Linked DNA regions of Sus scrofa: region 2 is linked to region 1. A link is a contact called in public HiChIP or PLAC-seq data. All regions are on one chromosome and are shown on one strand. The core of a region is the stretch at or near the end of the contact, and the rest is flanking DNA. Distances in the headings are between cores, read along the strand shown.

The links. HiChIP or PLAC-seq counts read pairs in DNA pulled down with a chosen protein or histone mark.
Region 2: a contact with region 1 is called in an H3K27ac HiChIP or PLAC-seq map of skeletal muscle. The contact joins the promoter of HPDL here to the promoter of NASP in region 1. A contact is called at or near these places in 1 of 47 Hi-C or Micro-C datasets (epiblast stem cells) and 2 of 2 datasets of contacts at active chromatin or transcription factors (alveolar macrophages and skeletal muscle).

What each region holds. Positions count from the first base shown.
Region 1 is chr6:165,801,855-165,807,089 of Sscrofa11.1, reverse strand. It overlaps NASP (nuclear autoantigenic sperm protein), which reads left to right and starts at 2,112. Exons shown (of 14, transcript XM_021096741.1): 1 at 2,112-2,321. The coding sequence starts at 2,263.
Region 2 is chr6:166,012,328-166,017,831 of Sscrofa11.1, reverse strand. It overlaps HPDL (4-hydroxyphenylpyruvate dioxygenase-like protein), which reads left to right and starts at 2,781. Exons shown (of 1, transcript XM_003128048.4): 1 at 2,781-5,242. The coding sequence starts at 3,362. The coding sequence ends at 4,873.

The DNA of each region.
Region 1 (5,235 bases), core at 863-3,362:
CGGTAGTAAAAACTGAACGTAGATAGATTTAAAATCCATTTTTTTGTTTGTCTTTTTGTCTTTTTAGGGCCGCACCTGCAGCATATGGAAGCACCTGGGCTAGGGGCTCAATCAGAGCTGCAGCTGCCAGCCTACACCGCAGCCACAGCCATGCCAGATCTGAGTCACATCTGTGACCTATGGAGCAGCTTGCAGCAATGCCAGATCCTTAACCCAACTGATGGAGGTCAGGGATCAAGCCCGCATCTTGATGGATACTAGTTGGGATCTTAAACCACTGACCACAGTTAAAACTCCTAAAATCCTTTTTAAAATATATATTTTAAAATAAAACTGAGTTCCTCAATGGCAGACACCATGTTTTTTGTCCTTAGAACAAAGCCATGGCTCAGTGGTTAAAGAATCCAACTAGGAACCATGAGATTGTGGGTTCAATCCCTGGCCTTGCTCGGTGAGTTAAGGATCTGGCGTTGCCCCGTGAGCTGTGGTGTAGGTCGCAGACGTGGCTCGGATCCCATGTTGCTGTGGCTATGGTATAGGCTGGCAGCTACAGCTCTGATTCAACCCTTAGCCTGGGAACCTCCATATGCTGCGGGAGCAGCCCCAGAAAAGGCAAGAGGACAAAAAACAAACAAAAAAACCAAAAAAACCCCCAAAGCCTTGTGAATCACAATTGTTCAGTGACTTTAATGAATGAGTGGGTCACACAAAGTTTTGGACTGGATTTCTCAGGCCTTACCCCTGGCTGCAAGGACTCTGGAGAGAGTGTCCTTCTCTAGAGCCCAGTGTTCCAGTACTGTGTCACCAGACTATGGTAGCCATTTAGTAAATGGTTAGCATGACACAGGCATAGTGCTGATTGTTGAAGCAAGCATTATCTCTAAGTCTCACAGTATTCTTAAAGAGTGGATACTAATATTGTCCTCATTTTATGCAGTCTTCTAAGGTTACATGACTGGGCTCAGGTAACCCAGCTAAAAACAGAGCCCACGTTTACTTGCTACAGGAATTTGCCATTTGCAGGTCTAGCTCCATATCCCCAAAGATTTCAAACTGCCTGAGTCTTGGCAGACTGGGATTCAAATCCTCCCTAGCCATCTTTCCCAGTATGTCTGAACCTGGATGGAAATGAAATTCCTGTTCTAATCGCTGTAGGCAAGGCCATGGTGGAAGGCAATGCATGACGCTCCAGGTGTGAGGAAGTACAATCAATTCAGCCTGCCAGGTATCTTCCATTCAGCCAGTTGCAGGAAACGAATCACATTACTTTCCATAAACGACTTGTCTTGCAACTTTCTGAGCAAGTCACACCTTCTCCGAACCTTGGTTTCTATTATTACCAAAGGGGTCTGATAACACCGTTGTCACTAGCAGCGTTGCTGTTAAGATTAAGGAAGACAGCTGATAGCTTTAAAGTGTCCAAGTACAGCACCCTCGCACATAAGGGACAAAAAAAAAAAAAAAAAAAAAGATAAACTGCAGCTAGGAACATACAAAAAGAGCTAGTTAGATTTGGAGTCTGGGTAGGGCCTAAGAGGATGGCATCAGCGGATTGGGCCAGCCCAAGGGGGCGGGTTCAGAGGGAGGAGCCCGCCGCGTCCTGCCTCAGCCCTGAGCTTTGAATCCAGCGCGGTAGTTTCAGCAGTGGCCAATCCTAGGACAGCTTCTTCTCGCGTCAGCTGTTGCTGAGGCTCTGAACCACGCGTCTCTTCACCCGATCAGTTCTAGCCGTTGCTGCTGTATCCGTGCTCTGCTCCTGCGTGTCCATCCGTTACGACTGAGAGGGCGGGCCGAAAGTCTCAGTTACCTCCCTGAAAATCCAGGCTAGAAAGAGACTCTCGACGACTCGCTCTAAATATGCAGAGCAGCACCAGCTTCCCCTCCTCTGGAAGCCTCTGGCCGAGGTCCAGTCAGGAGCTATAGTACCAAGATTCTCGTTCTTTTTTATACGCGACTTGCTAGAGAAGCAGGAAGTAGCTTTTTTCGAGGAAGGCGGGACAGGGACGAAAGGTACACTGCAGAACCAGTGAGGGCGGGGTATGTCCTTGGGCTGGATTGGGGCTGAGTCCTGGCCCTTTAAACTCGAGGGGGAGGGTCCGGAAGTGGATGGGCGGAGCGAAGGCCCCGGTATATAAGAGGACCCAGCCGCGCGGGGTCTCCAATCTGCCATTTTCTGTCCCCGGTTAAGTCCTAGGCTTTCCTAATTCCCTGTTTTTCTCACAGGCTCTGTTCCGTCCGCTGGTCCACCGTCTCAGGGTAACGATGGCCGCAGAGTCCACCGCTACTGCCGCCATCACCACGGAGCTGGTTTCCGCCGACAAGTAAGCTGGACGGTAGAGAGCTTGAGGCACTGGCCAGTCCGCGGAGAGGGGGTGGTGGACGGAGGCTCCGCGGGAGGGACAGACCGGAGGGTGGGAGGACGTGCCTCCCCGTGAGGCACGGTCGCTATCACCGGGAGGCCCTGACACGGGAGCAGCCCACCTCTTGCAGAGGACCGTGCTCCGCAGCAGGAACACCGGTCGCCTGGCGCCCCCTGCCCCGCATTTTGCGGCCGCCATCTTGCCGGGGGCAGCGGCGGCAGTTTCCATCGCCTGCCCCTCTCCTTCCTTCCCCGGCCCGGGGCTCTCGGCGGGGCCCCGGCGTGGCAGTGGGCCCTCACGCCCTGGTGTCCCCCCACTCCGGGGCCTCCGATAGGATCCTCAAACAACTCAGGAAAACAACCCACGGAGATTTGGCGCCAAAAAAAAAAAGGGAAAAAAAAAAAACCCTGCACGAGGAGGGAGGCCGGGCCGGTGGGTCGGAGGGGGCGGGGCCTCCCGGGGGCGGGGTCGTGCGCTCGCGAGCTCGCCGCCCTCCGCCCGCCCCGGAGCGGGGGGCGGGCCCCGGAGGAGGCGGGAAAACTCCATTGTTTGGGGCCGTGCGGCTCGCCCTGCCCCTCGGACTTCCGCGGCGGGGCGCGTGGACGCCTGTTCCCGCGGTCTCCCGGGTCGCTCTGTCCTCTTCTCCTTAGGTGGCCGTGTTCTTGGTTACTGTTTCTTTTCTGTGGCTCTTTGGGAGTTGGGAGTTCTGGCGAGGGGCTTGGCTGCTGCTGGGGGACCTTATCGGGGAGCGAAGCACCTCGTAGCTCTGCGTGGAGGTCTCCTCGCTTGCAGCGGTGTCGGGTTGCTAGGAGAATGGGCGAAGTATAATGGAAGGACTGGAGGGGTGATAGAAGACGTGAGTGCTGCGAAAGCAGCGCAGTGACACTCAGACACAGGTATTTTTCGAACAGTGAAAGAAAACTGGCTGTTTCATTCGAAGAAAAAGAATCCACATTATTATGTGGCAGAGTCTGGAGTAAACCCCAGTATTTTGTTTATTCCCTCATTATTTATCCCCCCTCCCCAAAGCTTACTTGAGAGGAAATTGCATGAAAACCTAGTTGAAGAGAACAATAAAGGCAGCATTCCTCAGTTAAGTAAGTTCCTGAGGCAATAAAGAGGTAAAGCTTTTAAGATGTTTGAGGGGGAGGGTAAAGAAAATTGGGTTTAGACTCTCTTGATGCACGTTATAATTCCAATATTAGCATTAAAAGAATAAAAACATGTATGTATAACTTCTAAAGCAGTAGAGAGGTGAAATAGAATGAGAAATAAACCTCAATTCAAAATTGGTTTTGATATTACTTTCATGGCCAAAGTATTGAGTATTGGGCTACAGTTTTGTCATCAGGAAAAAGCTTCAATTGGGTTTCTGTCCCCTCATGCCATTTCAACAAAGCTGCTAAAAGTTATCCATGATTGTATAACTGTTAAGTCAGTCCTTATCTTTATTAGCTAACTAGTTCTTAAAAGGTTTTTGTTTCTGTTATAAAAGATGAAAGTATACGGAGTTCCCATCATGGCTCAGCGGGTTAAGAATCCGCCTAGTATCTACGAGGATGCGGGTTTGATCCCTGGTCTTGCTCAGTGGGTTAAGGATCCAGTGTGAGCTGTGGTGTAGCCCTGCAGCTGTGGCTCCAATTCGACCCCTACCCCAGGAGCTTCCATATGACACACTGCAGCCCTAAAAAGTGGGGGCGGGACGACGACAAGATGAGGAAAACAGTGTGTAGTGTAGTGTGGTTAAGGAGTACATTTTATTGACACATTAAAGGAGTCCCTTTTATATGACATATTACAAAATGCGCACATGGTAAAGTTGAGTGAATTTTCACAAAGGGAAACAAAACAGGTCTAGGGAACTTAGAAACTCCATTTTAGTCACACTCCTATCAAAGGTAGCTCTCCTGTGGAGTTTCTGTCATGGCTCAGCGGTGAGCTGTGGTATGGGTTGTGGACACTGCTGAGTTGCTGTGACTGGTGTAGGCTGGCATCTATAGCTCCCATTTGACCCCTAGCCTGGAAGCTTCTGTGTGCTGCATGTGTGGCCCTAAAAAGACAAAAAAAATAGCTTTTTTGACTTAACATTACAGATTAGTTTTGTCTGTTCTTGAACTTCATAGGTACAGTATGTTCTATCTGGCCTCTTACACTCAACATTATGAGACTTGCCATATTACATATTAGTGATTTTTTTTCCTGCAGTATAGTGTTCCTTTGTATGAATATAACCACACTTCATTATTCTATCATAGGTTGATATCATAGGTTGTTGAGCTTGTATTTATTTGTAAGTGTACCTTAAAACTTTTTTTTTAATTAAATAACTTTTAAAATTTATTTTTCTTTTTACAGCCAAACCCTGTGGCATATGGAAGTTCCCAGGCTGGGGGCTGAGTTGGAGCTACCGCTGCTGGCCTACACCACAGCTCACAGCAAGGCCAGGGATCGAACCTGCATCCTCACGGATATTAGTTGGATTAGTTGGACCTGCTGAGCTACTTCGGGAACTCTGAAGAGGGATGCTTTGAAAAACACAGAAAGCGTTATATATGTTTATTCAGTTGTCTTTGCTTCTTTATTTCATAGACAGATTTCTTTAGATAATGGGTCTTCATTCCTGGGTTCCATTTTTTTTTCCCTTCTGATTGCTTGTACATTATGTATATTTTAATATATTAGGTTTTAGAGGTACAAAGATGAATAAGATGTCAGTTCCTGGTCATCAGATCACAAACTAATTGGACAAGTGTGAGAATATTCATATTTGTTCAGCCTATCTTATCTGGCTTCTCTCCTTTTGTGTTATTTAAACAACATTTCTAAAGGTAATGGTTGTCTAAATGCTAAATTAGTCTTCATCATTCTTAGGCTT
Region 2 (5,504 bases), core at 1,532-4,031, 210 kb before region 1:
GGGGTTGCTGTGGCTGTGGTGTAGGCCAGCAGCTATAGCTCCAATTCGACCCCTAGCCTGTGAACTTCCATATGCTGCAGGTCCAGCCCCCAAAAAAGAAAATTATGGATACCAAAGGATGAGGGGAGGAATAAGTTAGAAGTGTTGGATTAATAGATACAAAATACTATGCAAAAAATAAATAAGCAACAGGGATTTACCATAGAGCACAGAGAAATATATTCAGTATCTTATAATAACTTATAATGGAAAATAATCTGAAAAAAAATTTATAGATAACAATAACTGGTGTATGCCTGAAATGAGCACAATATTGTAAATCAACAACACTTCAATTTTTAAAAACTTGTTTTTAGAAGTTTGGCTGTGAAGGGTAGGGGAATTATATAAAAATAGTTGTAGAAATGAATAGGCTAGGGAGTTCCCGTCGTGGCGCAGTGGTTAACGAATCCGACTGGGAACCATGAGGTTGTGGGTTCAACCCCTGGCCTCGCTCAGTGGGTTAAGGATCCGGCGTGGCCGTGAGCTGTGATGTAGGTCGCAGACGTGGCTCAGATCCTGCGTTGCTGTGGCCGTGGTGTAGGCCAGACCCCTGGCCTGGGAACCTCCATATGCACAAGAGCGGCCCAAGAAATGGCAAAAAAAAAAAAAGAAAGAAAGAAAGAAGGAAAAATAAACAGTGTAGAGGGAGAGCTTTTTGGTTTTGTTTTTAATATGAAAAAAACCTGAGGATGTTCCTTAAAGGCGAGCAAGTGAAGATTCACAGGAGAGAGAGCAAAATCAGTACAGCAAAAGCTCACTGAGGACATGAGTGTCGGTGGGACTCAGAGTCCTGTTAGTCTTTTTTTTTTTTTTTTTTTTTTTTTGCTTTTTAGGGCCACACCTGCAGCACATGGAGGTTCCCAGGCTAGGAGTCTAATCGGAGTTGTAGCCGCCGGCCTGCGCCAGAGCCACACAGCAATGCAGGATCTGAGCCGCGTCTGCAGCCTACACCACAGCTCACGTCAATGCTGGATCCTTAACCCACTGAGCGAGGCCAGGGATCGAACCCTCGACCTCATAGTTTCTAGTCGGATTCATTAACCACTGAGCCACGATGGGAACTCCAAGCCCTGTTAGTCTTACCCAAGTGGCACTCTTCTTCCTTCACAGTGACAGGCACGGAGAGGGGGATATCAGCAGGTCCTCAGAGCACCTGCAGAGGCCCCGCTCTAGGGCTCTGGAAATGCAAACACACCTCTTCCCCAAGAAGCTCCCAAGCTAGGGGTTTAATTAGTTGACCTCTATTACCAGCTAGCCTCTTGAGAGCCCAGTGTGTGCCCTGGGCCAAAGCCACGCCCTGGCAGGGCAACACGCCTCTGCCAAGATCAGCATTTTCTTTCAGACAGCAGCCACAGCCTCCAGAAACCCATCCTCTCCAGGTAGGAAGTGCTGTGCAGAGGGCTGTGTCTGTTCCTTCTGTCGGTACCCAGAGCCCTTGAGTAGAAATTCCTTCTCCTGGACCGAAGGCCTAGAAGCACTAGCGCGTCTCCTTTGGGGCCCTCATCATGATAACTGGGGCAGAACATAGACCTTTTTTTCCTTTTCTTTTCTTTGGCGGCACCTGCGGCATGCGGAAGTTACCAGGGCCAGGGACTGAACTCGAGCCACAGCTGAAACGTAGCAGTAACAAAACCAGATCCTCAACCCACTGAGCCAGGGAATTCTGAGCATAGCCTGTTCTGAACCAATCCTCTCAGAGCCCTATTCCCAGGGCCCCTTCTCTTAGAATCCCCTCCCAGGGCTCAGGCCTAGGGAGACGCAGCCCTTTGTATGCCCCGACCCCACCAGCAGGCCCAGGTTCATAGGCTAAAACCTGGATCTCTTTCCGGACTGCACCACAATTTCATTTAATCACAGCAACCCTATGAAGTAGGTACCATTATTATTCCCATTTTTTTAACAGAAGAAACTGAAGCTCAGAGACGTTAAGCAACTTACCCAAAGTCATACAGCTAGGAAGTGTTGGAAGTGGATTTTAAACTCAGGTCTGTCTGGCTTTTGGAGCCCATGTTCTCGGATTCACTGGTCTGTGGAGCAGCACCAAGCGTCTTTCACTGACCAGCTTCTGAGTACTGAGTCTTTTCTTCTAAGCCCTGTCCCCTCATCACATCCTTTTCCCCTCTGGCCAGTGAAACTCAACAGTCGTTATCACCCCAGGCTGCCTGACAGAGGACTTTCATTTGCAGTGCCTTTGCATCCGTCCCTACCGCCTCCCCAACCTTATGCTCCGTTGCGCCTCTGAGGGTTTGGCTCACATTCCTCGCTGAGCTTTTGTTTATGCTACATGCCCTTCCAGGAATGCCCTTCCAAATCCTTGAGGTGCTACCAGGTGATTTTCCAGAAGGCTCCTAACTTCCTCATCCGGTGATCTGCAAAGTGTGTCTGCCTGGTACACAGTCAGGAAGCTGCAAAGAGCAAGGAGGGCTTGGGTGTCGTGGTTTTTTTTGTTTGTTTGTTTGTTTGTTTGTTTTTGTCTTTTTGCCTTTTCTAGCGCTGCTCTCGCGGCATATGGAGGTTCCCAGGTGAGGCGTCTAATCGGAGCTGTAGCTGCCAGCCTACACCACAGTCACAGCAACGCGGGATCTGAGCTGCTTCTGCAGCCTACACCCCAGCTCACAGCAATGCCAGATCCTGAACCCACTGAGCAAGGCCAGGGATCGAACCCGAATCCTCGTTCCTAGTCGGATTCGTTAACCACTGCGCCAGGACGGGAACTCGGGGATGGAAACTTCATGGATTCTAGCCGGATTCGTTTCCGCTGCCCCACAACAGGAACTCCAAGAAGGGCTTGTTCTAAGTCCTGATAGGGTCGGGGCTGAGAAAGGTCACCCATGCAGTTACTCCGTTCAGATCCCGAGCGACCACCTCTTTCTCCCAATCTTGTTGGGACAAGAGGTAAAAGATGTTAAACGGAGAATGGGGTTGAGGAAAGAGAAAAATGCAGCTGAGAGACTTCCCAAGAGAAAGGTGAGAAGCATGTCGTAGCTGTATAAATGGCCCATCTTCCTATAAACATCGATTTCTCTGGACCATTATAGGAAGGAATGAAAATCTGTAACAAAACATTTTAATATTTTTTACGTTGGAAAGGACATTAGGACTTAAAAGCAAATTCTCCAAAAAATTTAAGCTCAAACATGAAATTGCTAAGGAATTCGTGCTTACAGGGGAAGAATGTGGGCTCTTCTCCCAACCAGGGCTGAAACCTTCGCTCTAAGTGGGAGCCCGCTGCCTGGCACCCAGTGAAGGCAGCTATTGTGATCTCCAGGGTCCGGGGAAGGGTGGCTCAGGGGCCAAGAGTGTGGCTCAGCCAGAGGCCATGGGAAGGTCAGGGCCCAAGGCTGCGGCCCAGAGGCCGTGGGAAGGGGCAGTCCTTCTCCCCTCGCCGGGGACAGGAGTCTGGGCGGGCGGAGGGCGGAGTCACTGGCTCCGCCCTCCCTCGCTCCTGCTGGGTCCCAGCCCTTGCTCCGCGTGGTTCTCAGGTCCCCCTGGTGGTCCCCAGGCAGCTCCAGTGAGGGGGGCACAACAGGGGGAACTGCGAGCCCCAAGGGGTCTGTCTGCGGCTTCTCCCGGAAAAAGACCGAGGCACGCACTCTGCGAGCAAAAGCGGACTCCCACCGGCTTCCGACGACAAGCCGGGGACCTGAGGATCGCGGAGTCCACGACCCGTGAGCGACCCCAGGGGAAGGACAGGAGGGACGCCGACCGGACCGCCATGGCCGCGCCTGTCCGCCGTCTGTGCCATGTCGCCTTCCACGTGCCCGCGGGGCAGCCCCTCGCCCGGGATCTGCAGCGCTTCTTCGGTTTCCGGCCCCTGGCGGTGAGGGAAGCCGATGGCTGGCGGCAGCTGGCCCTGCGCAGCGGCGACGCGGTCTTTTTGGTGAACGAGGGCGCCGGGCCTGGGGAGCCGCTGTACAGCCTGGACCCGCATCACGCGGTGCCCGGTGCGACCAACCTGTGCTTCGACGTGGCTGACGTGGGCGCTGCAGCTCGGGCGCTAGCCGCGCTGGGCTGCAACGTGCAGGTGCCTCCGGTGACCGTGCAGGATGCACAGGGCGCCGCCACCTACGCCGTGGTCGGCTCGCCCGCCGGCAACCTCAGCCTGACGCTGCTGGAGCGCCCCGGCTTCTGCGGGCCCTTTCTCCCCGGCTTTCGGCCCGTGTCCTCTGTACCCGGCCCGGGCTGGGTCACCCACGTGGACCACCTGACCTTGGCCTGCCCTCGCAGCAGCTCCCCCAAAATAATGCGCTGGTTCCACGACTGTCTAGGATTTCACCACCTGCCGCTGAGCCCAGGTGAGGATCCAGAGCTGGGCCTGGAGGTGGCAGCAGGGTCTGGGCGCGGTGGTCTGAGGCTCACCGCCCTGCAGGCTCCGACTGGCAGTGCCGTCCCAACCCTAGTGCTGGCAGAGTCCCTGCCTGGGTCTCTCCGTGGTCGGGACCAAGTGGAGCAGTTCCTAGCCCAGAATGGGGGACCTGGACTGCAGCACGTGGGGCTGTACACGCCCAACATCATGGAAGCCACTGAGCGGGTAGCAGGGGCCGGGGGTCAGCTCCTGACGCCTCCTGAGGCCTACTACCAGCAGCCGGGCAAGGAGAAGCAGATCCTGGCTGCAGGGCACGAGCCTCGCCTGCTGGCCCGACACGGGGTCCTGCTGGATGGAGATGAAGGCAAGTTTCTGCTTCAGGTCTTCACCAAGTCCCTTTTTGCAGAGGACACTTTCTTCCTGGAGCTGATTCAGAGGCAAGGGGCCACAGGCTTTGGCCAGGGCAACATCCGGGCCCTGTGGCAGTCTGTGCAGGAGCACGCTGCCAGGGTCTGCGAAGCCTGAGAAGGGCAGAAGCTGGGTGCAGCCGCTTGTCCTGGACCCTGGGAAGGCCAGCGCAGGGCCTGCAGCTGAGAAGACCTGGAGTGAGATGTTTTGTCTTTAGGGCCAGGTGCAGCCTCCATCTCACGGGTACCTGCCAGTAGCTGGATCTCTCAGTGAGGTCCAAAGAGGTGGGATTTTTTTTTTTAACTATGAAATGTTTCTCACATTGTATCTAATATATGCAAAATGTCAGGAATAAGGGAATTACACAATTAGGAAATAGAACATAACCAATACTTATGAAACCTTCTCTGTATTGTGTGCTCCTCTGATCCCATTTCGACCACGGCCCTGATGTTGTAATTAAAAATGCTTGGTTTTTCTGTGTTGTTTCACTGCCTATGTAATGTATCCCTAAAATGATGTATTGAGGTAGGAGTCTAAGACAAAACAAATCCTCCTCTGTGCGTCCCCTCTCCCTAGGGAGCAGCCACTGCGGGTAGGAGGGGCTGAGCCCAAACACTCGCAATCCGCAGCTCCAATCAGAGCTGACCGGAGGCCTGGGCAGAGCGCTGGATGTCAGCCCCTGGCAGGAGCTCCCTGCAGCTGCCTTGTACCGGGGTTGAGGGAGGACAGATCACTCAGGGCGGGA